2 separate regions of the Rattus norvegicus genome follow, and region 2 is linked to region 1. Evidence: chromatin contacts called from public HiChIP or PLAC-seq data. All regions are on one chromosome and are shown on one strand. Each heading gives the region's core, a stretch centred on a gene start, on an enhancer-like site or on the middle of the called end of the contact. The rest is flanking DNA. Distances are from core to core; before and after follow the strand shown. Region 1 overlaps Dlgap1 (DLG associated protein 1). Region 2 overlaps Dlgap1 (DLG associated protein 1).

Evidence for each region. HiChIP or PLAC-seq counts read pairs in DNA pulled down with a chosen protein or histone mark.
Region 2: an H3K27ac HiChIP or PLAC-seq map of oligodendrocytes shows a contact between it and region 1, with 13 times the contacts expected there. The contact joins two enhancer-like sites. A contact is called at or near these places in 5 of 12 Hi-C or Micro-C datasets (the A7r5 cell line, Schwann cells, frontal cortex and 2 more) and 1 of 1 datasets of contacts at active chromatin or transcription factors (oligodendrocytes).

What each region holds. Positions count from the first base shown.
Region 1 is chr9:117,750,431-117,753,766 of GRCr8, reverse strand. All of the region lies in intron 2 of Dlgap1 (DLG associated protein 1), which reads right to left. Among named protein-coding and RNA genes, the nearest start is that of Dlgap1, 140 kb to the right of the region's middle. Within about 2 kb of position 1,301, at least 6 of the 93 cell types and tissues checked have an H3K27ac peak or open chromatin away from gene starts, as enhancers often do.
Region 2 is chr9:117,867,457-117,871,165 of GRCr8, reverse strand. All of the region lies in intron 3 of Dlgap1 (DLG associated protein 1), which reads right to left. Among named protein-coding and RNA genes, the nearest start is that of Dlgap1, 260 kb to the right of the region's middle. Within about 2 kb of position 2,180, at least 5 of the 93 cell types and tissues checked have an H3K27ac peak or open chromatin away from gene starts, as enhancers often do.

The sequences.
Region 1 (3,336 bases), core at 52-2,551:
GTTTTCTGCTGAGGCAGGAGGATTGCCATGTGTCACAGGCCATGTGTCTAAAAGCTTGGACTCTGCTCCCTGATGGCAAGCCTATGTCTTAAGTGTTTCCTGAAAGTTAATAGTTAGAATACACTAGTGCTAGCCAACAGGAATATAAAATGAAGCACACATATGCATTAAATATCGTAATTAGTACTTTAAAGTTAGACTTCATAAAGTTAGACACTTATTTCCTAATATATAATACTCTATGAGTAAATAAAATTAAAAAACTATTGAAATCTTTTATTTCCTTGTTAAGTTTTTGCCATGTAGTATTTTACATCTCAGCTTGGCCTGGCGTCACATCTAGGGTGGGCGGTCACTGTGGCCGGCATTGACTGAGGAGTTGCAGAGCTGGGGACTCATTACTTTTGGCAAATATACCCCTCAGGGGCGCTGTATTCCTCTGCCATAAAGAAACACCGTTATAGCCTTCTTGTGACATTGGCTGTCACTGACTGTAGGTGTCTATACCATCAGTGTATGTTTAAAGGTCTCAACATGTGACATCACTTTAACGATATGTCTTCAGTGATTGGCTGGAACAAGTTCACAGGGAGAAACATCACATCGACCTCCCCGGTCACTTGAGATGGTTTGTGTGAGGGGCAGACTCAGCGTTGGATTTCCTTCATTTGCTGGCGTTGAAAAGAATTTGTCTCTGGGCCCGCTTTCTAATCTCAGTGACAACGTTTTATTTTCCGGACTTACATATTTTAAGAACTATGCCGGGCTTTGATCTATTACAGTTGTTTCTGTCACTGTTCAACCTTTCTGGTCTCTTGTCCCCGAGAGCTCAGTACCAAGCAGCCTGTGGCAGCTTCCTTAGGCTCCTGTTTCCCCTTCCCAAACCCCTCCCCTCGACTGAATCCATCACTCTTCCATGAATCCGTGTCAGGCCCAACGTGGGGCAGAGAGCATGGTCTCATTGAGAGGGTCTAAGCACCTTAAATCTTTCTCAGAACAGAAAATAGGAAACACTTATCTAATAAAACAACTTTCATGAGCTCATGGTGCGTCTTACACAGACTCAAGCGAAGAGCTGTTTTTTAAATCTGTACTCCTTTTTCGTTTGCCAGTTTTCAGTGTTCTGATGATGACGCTATTCACTCGACCGGACGCACACCACCGCGACAGTAGATCCTGACATCCCCGAGAGGGATGATGGCAGTCAGCTCACAATTCCTTGCAGTGTGTTGGGCCTAAGCTTGGTGAGCTTGGGCTGTGCGAGTCGCCTGTTATTTTTTAAGTCTCTTGGAATCCTCCTCTTAGCCTTGCTGCGCCACCTACTGGACAGACACGTAGACACGTACAGTGCACTCGTTTTATTGTTGATGCTTACAGATTGCTTCCAATTTAATCTTGTTTCGTGATGATGTGAAGCTTTATGCGATGCTAAAGTAAAATTTACAAAATGAATCTGGTGCTCATTTTTCTCTTATTTATTCTGGCTGCTTCCTCTTCCAGAAGGTACAGTTTTATTTTTAAATGCTGTGAAGTCTTTCTATGAACATATTAATACATTGCTATATCACACTAATTCCTATCTGTATGTTTCATTCTCCCTCATTAGATGAGTAATAGCATATTTTACAGATCCCCATCTACCTAGAAAAGTGTGTGTGTGTGTGTGTGTGTGTGTGTGTGTGTGTGTATCTATCTATCTATCTATCTATCTATCTATCTATCTATCTATCTATTAAGGTATACATAGCACATGTATGGTAACTTGACCTGGTAGGTTTGACTTTCTTTATATTAGGCAATCTGAACATTAAGTTTTTGAAAACAGGTGAAGTCAACTGTTTTAAACATATCACTGTTAGTTGCTTCTGTACAGAGACAGGATGGCTGTCCACACAGATCCACAGCTCTGTATATGTACCCGATACTGGCCTTTTACTATGTGAGAGATGTCACACCATAGGCGGCTCTGAGATCTATGGCTGCCTCTTCTCTTATTAGGACACAAACACAGTTTACAAACACAGTAGTCTCCTTTTATCTATGACTCATTTTCCTGTTGGTTCAGTTACCCATAGTCAAACATAGGCCAAAAAACATTAAACAGAAAATTCCCAAAATACATTTCCTAAGTTTATAATGAGGTATTATGCTAAGCACTGCAATTAAACCAATCCTTTGTCTCCTGACTCCATCCAGTCAGGGGCATGAGTCACTCTTTAGCATAGGTTACAGGTTATTTACACTGTATAATCTGCTTGCTTCCTGTCAGCAGACAAAGGAGAGAGAAATAAATATGAATATGTTTCTGCACTTTGGTTATTATTACTATTTATCTTTTACTATGTTTAGGTTCATGACTCAACTTCATCCTTGCTATATGTACAGGAAGAGAGTGCAGTATGTCTAGACTTCGATGGTGCCCATGGATCCAGCAGGGACCTTGGAACGTAGTCCTATGGCTAAGGGATCTTCTTTCGTAGCCTTTCCCCAACACATGCCTCCTGGGCCTTTCTTCTTCCTCCTCATCTACCTGGCCTTTCTCTCCCCCCTAAGCCATCTTCCTGCCCCATTTGGATTCTATTTCTAGTAGTTGTTCCTTAACATGGAGGTTGGTCAGGGGAGATGTGTGCTGAGTCCCATTTCAGTGTCTGTTGAGCTCCAGCTCAGATGGTTCTCTACGTCCGCCCACACACCAGAGCCGCTCCCCTCAGACTGAACGTCTAAGCTTTGTGGTGACAGCTTTGATGAATTTCATTTCTCTGTCTCTTCCTTTTGACTTCTGTGACACATTATGAGAAACCACTCAAGCCTTAATATAACTAGCAGTTCATGCAACCTGCAAATATTTAAGAAACACACACTTGGTTCAAAGGGATGCAATGTAGCATTTCGGTACCGCTGAGTCGGCCATGGGGTTTTGTTTTCTGCTGTTCTGGTTACTTTGTCTCCACGGAGCTGTTTGGGAAAGTAAAGATTCTTGTCACGTTGGCATTATTTTCCAGACGAAGGAGCCAAATCAACTTCCTCTAGAAGAACCGCGGTCTTACCATTGCATCTGCGCTCCTGCTTCACTCTAGCTTGCTTTCTGACGCACTTCAGATGCCCTTCCATTTATAGGGGGTGGTAGCCCATTAAACCACCGAGAATATAACCCGAAAGTAGGTTTACACTCTTAACTTCCCAGTCAGCTTGACCTCCTCTTCCTTAAAGTACACAGAGTATTGGGGCTGGGGATTTAGCTCAGTGGTAGAGCGCTTACCTAGGAAGCGCAAGGCCCTGGGTTCGGTCCCCAGCTCCGAAAAAAGAATCAAAAAAAAAAAAAAAAAGTACAGAGAG
Region 2 (3,709 bases), core at 931-3,430, 120 kb before region 1:
GTGTCTGCTCAGCGTGCTATGGAATATTTCCAAGAGGTGGGAGAACAGGAAACTATCTAAAATCAACTGGAAGGCTGGAGGAGTGTTATGGGGGAACGATTCTGCAGGGGAGTCCTTTGCAGAAAGCTCGGGTTTCATTTGCAAACAAATGACAGTTACTTTTTCTGACACCCAGAGAAGCTAACTAAACTTCTGCTACTTAATGAGCAAAGAGGAGAGGGGAGCATGAAAAGCCCATGGATTCTTCAAGTATTGTAGTCGGAACTCTTAAAGGAATTTTAAAGGCAAATACTTCTCTCTACACCTAATCCTTGACTGGTGGCATGGTTGCCAGCCAGATGATGCCCACGGAACAGGTAGCAAGCAGGTGGGTTTCTAAGAATAGAATGCAGGTCCCCTTGACTTAACAGTGTCCCGCTGAGATGAGAGGACCTCGAACCTTCGCTTGCCTTTGCTCCTATAAGGACAACAAACAAGAGGGCTAAGTTCATCTGCTTCAGCTTTTACAGGCAGGAAACAATTCCATGAGGTCCGGAGTGCATCCCATAGATTTTTCCTATCACCGTTTGGGTGATCATGGGAACCAAGTATGGTAGAAAGACTTAGGACTTTCTGCCAAGAGACAGCCGGCGGCTGCTGAGGAAAGCTTGGGCTGGCGATGGTTCTTCGGGGAGGACGACCTGAGAGGTACTTTGTGTTCTTCGGGATTCTGCAGACTTGAAAGATGCACCTGGTTTCAGAGATTGGGGAGGTTGGCCGAGGACCTTGTGCAGGAGCAACAGAGGACAAGGCATAGGACCTGCTACCACCACCCTTCAGCTATTATGAAGCTCCTACCTGTCTGCTTGTCGTGGGGGAGACACTCCTCAGAGAACTAGTTAAGACCATAAAGGGTGTGACGGTTGGGTGGCTGAGTTACCTTGTAGACACATCCCACAGTTGCTGCTGTTGATTAAACTCATTCTACTGCTTTGCAAGGACGCCTGGAATAATGTAGTTGGGGGTTGGCGGACTGAAGCTATAAAGGTAAAAAGCAAGGCTCATGCGAATAAACACTTGAAGAGCTAACATTGTTTTCTACCAGCAAACGCTGAACTGTGTGGAACTCTGCTCCACTGAGGCCAAGACACATGGACTGGCTCTTTGCAAACCTCTCACTTAGGCACTCACAAACTTTATGCATTTGGTTGGTAGCTGATAAAGGAACCGTCCGTGCTGTGATTAAGATCTACCATTATCGGACATGGGATAGGGAGAAACAGGGGGTGGGGTGGGGAGGAGGGTTCCTTGTCCATGGAATCAGACATACCTCTTCTAACCTTGTTTCGACGGAGCAGACTAGAAGAGAAAGAAGAGGTCTCGTAATATACGAAACAAAGAGAAGTCACAAAGCATGTCAGTAGCTAGACATGTATCCTTTGAAAACCTTCCACACAGTAGTCTTAATTGATTTCCTAAATTTAGAGCTCAACTTTCTTCCCTAGCACCTAAAACAAATGCAGTCATATCTTCATGCCCATTATACAGATTAAGAAATGATAGCATCGGGTGGAGAGAGATCAGTGATGCAGAAAGCCAGCTTCAAAGCTTGACTCAACACAGGAAAACACTTTTTGATCAGTTATACTCTACTGCCCCCTACAGGAAAGTACATGAGACAATAAGACTTCAGCTCCTTAGAACTGGAGGAACCATGGTTTTAGATTCTAGAGTCACTAGATGTACGTCATCAGAATCTCTTGGGTTGGTGCCAGAAATTCTCACTTTTCAGACTCCTTCAATGTCACTCTTGTCTTGTGCACAAATGTACAGGAGCTATTTCTCCACTGCTACGATGGAGAGACACTGAATGATATAAGACTATTAAAGTGCTTCTTTTACACAGGCGTCCATGGGATATGGGTGCAGTCACTTGCGCCCACGTAGACACCATGTTGTCTCTCGTCAGGTAGTGTTTTGCAGTGCACAGGTCTCAGCTTCTGTGCTGTTGTCTCTTTGTCCTAATGCATATTACCCTACATGTGAGTGTAATTTACATATGCTATATATGTGTCACATCGCATAGCCCTTTGAACCTATAGAGAATATGTCAGTTGTTGTCCTGGTGAAGTGAGGCGAAAGATTCTGACTGCCAAGATGTGGAGGATCCTCAGGAGAAGCATGGGGTCTTCAGATTCCAGACCCTGAGCTCTAAAAGCACTAAGTGTTGGATCTAAAGATCAGATATCCAGAAGCAGATCTGCTCTGCTCTGTTTGTCTTCTTCTGAACAATAATCTACCCCCAGTGAAGCCGTTAGAACACAGAAAGGATCGATCTGTAACAGGAGCCACTTTTTTTTTTTGGACTGGCAAAGAAGAGTTAAAAATCTTATCATGGGGCTAATGAGATGGCTCAGCGGAGAGAGTCACTTGCTGTGCAAGCAGAGAATCTGAGTTCAACCTCTGGAACCCAGAGAGGAAAGAGAGAACACGCTCCTGAAACTTGGCCTCTGATCTCCACCTACATATGTAGCACATGTGAACATGTACCCACACACAGGCACACACACCACATACAAATAGTAAATAACATGAAAATACAGTATGTACTTTGTGGCCACAGAGTTACAAATTGCACATAATTATTTAGCTGACAAGTACATTTGTCTCCTCGAAGCCTTTGAGAGTACAAACATGTTTCACATGTAACCCTCAGATCATCCTTCCATTGCCTCTTGGACCTCATGGCCTCCTAAGAAGGTGAAACACAGGAATAAGCAGGGATTTAAAAAGAGCCTTCAGGCTTCCTCAGAATGTGAGATGCAGCGGGGAAGAGAGAGCCCAGGCTGACAGGCAGGGAGTCCACTTATGTTATCTCTTCTGCGATGACAATCCTTGTCAAGCTATTTCCTTTCGCCATTTAAAGAAAGAGTAAGTAGAACTAAATACGTTCAGAAGTTTCTTTTCTAGGACGGTCACTACGGAAGTAACAGGAAGCTACAGTGTCCGGATTGTCTGGAGGAGACTATGAATGAGGAGGTTTACAAGGAGGAGTTTCTATTATTCAGAAAATGACAATTTAGCAGGAAACAAAAAGAAGACATTAAGGTCCTAGACAGTTAAATCAGGGTATTGGACAATCCTGAAGGCTTATAATAAATTGTGGGTTTTCAAAGGCTGCAGGGGGCAGAAGAAATTTTCTTTCATGGTTGTTGAATAGGTCTTTGAATTAAAAGGACTAGCATTGGCCTGTTGTCACATCAGCCAGGCCATACCTATATTAATAATCTGGAAAGACTGAAAAACTAAGGTAATGACTTTTTTCTAAAACTTGGATCAATGAAAAGAAGAGGGGAGGTTCCTTACCTCATGGCTATTCTTCTGTGGCATTTGTAAAGCAGTCTACTTAAAATAGATCTGATTTCATAAACCAGAGATCAAAGACTTCAAAAGCGTGCGTGCGTTACTGCAGAAGTGTGGGCGGCCAGGTGCCCAGGTGGAGGGGAAGCAGCTTCACACACCTGTGGAGCCTTACTAGGCTTCATAGGTAGCTTTTCCATTTCATAAGCATGGGCTTAGCTTTCCAATTCACTGAGAGCAATGATTATAAACTCTGAGGGACCTGGAACATGGTCTAATATATGTGAAATAAACATCGTGTATCTAGAAAACTCAGTATAGGAGTCTCCTTGGCTCAGACATGAAGTATGTCATAGCATGAAACTTTAAG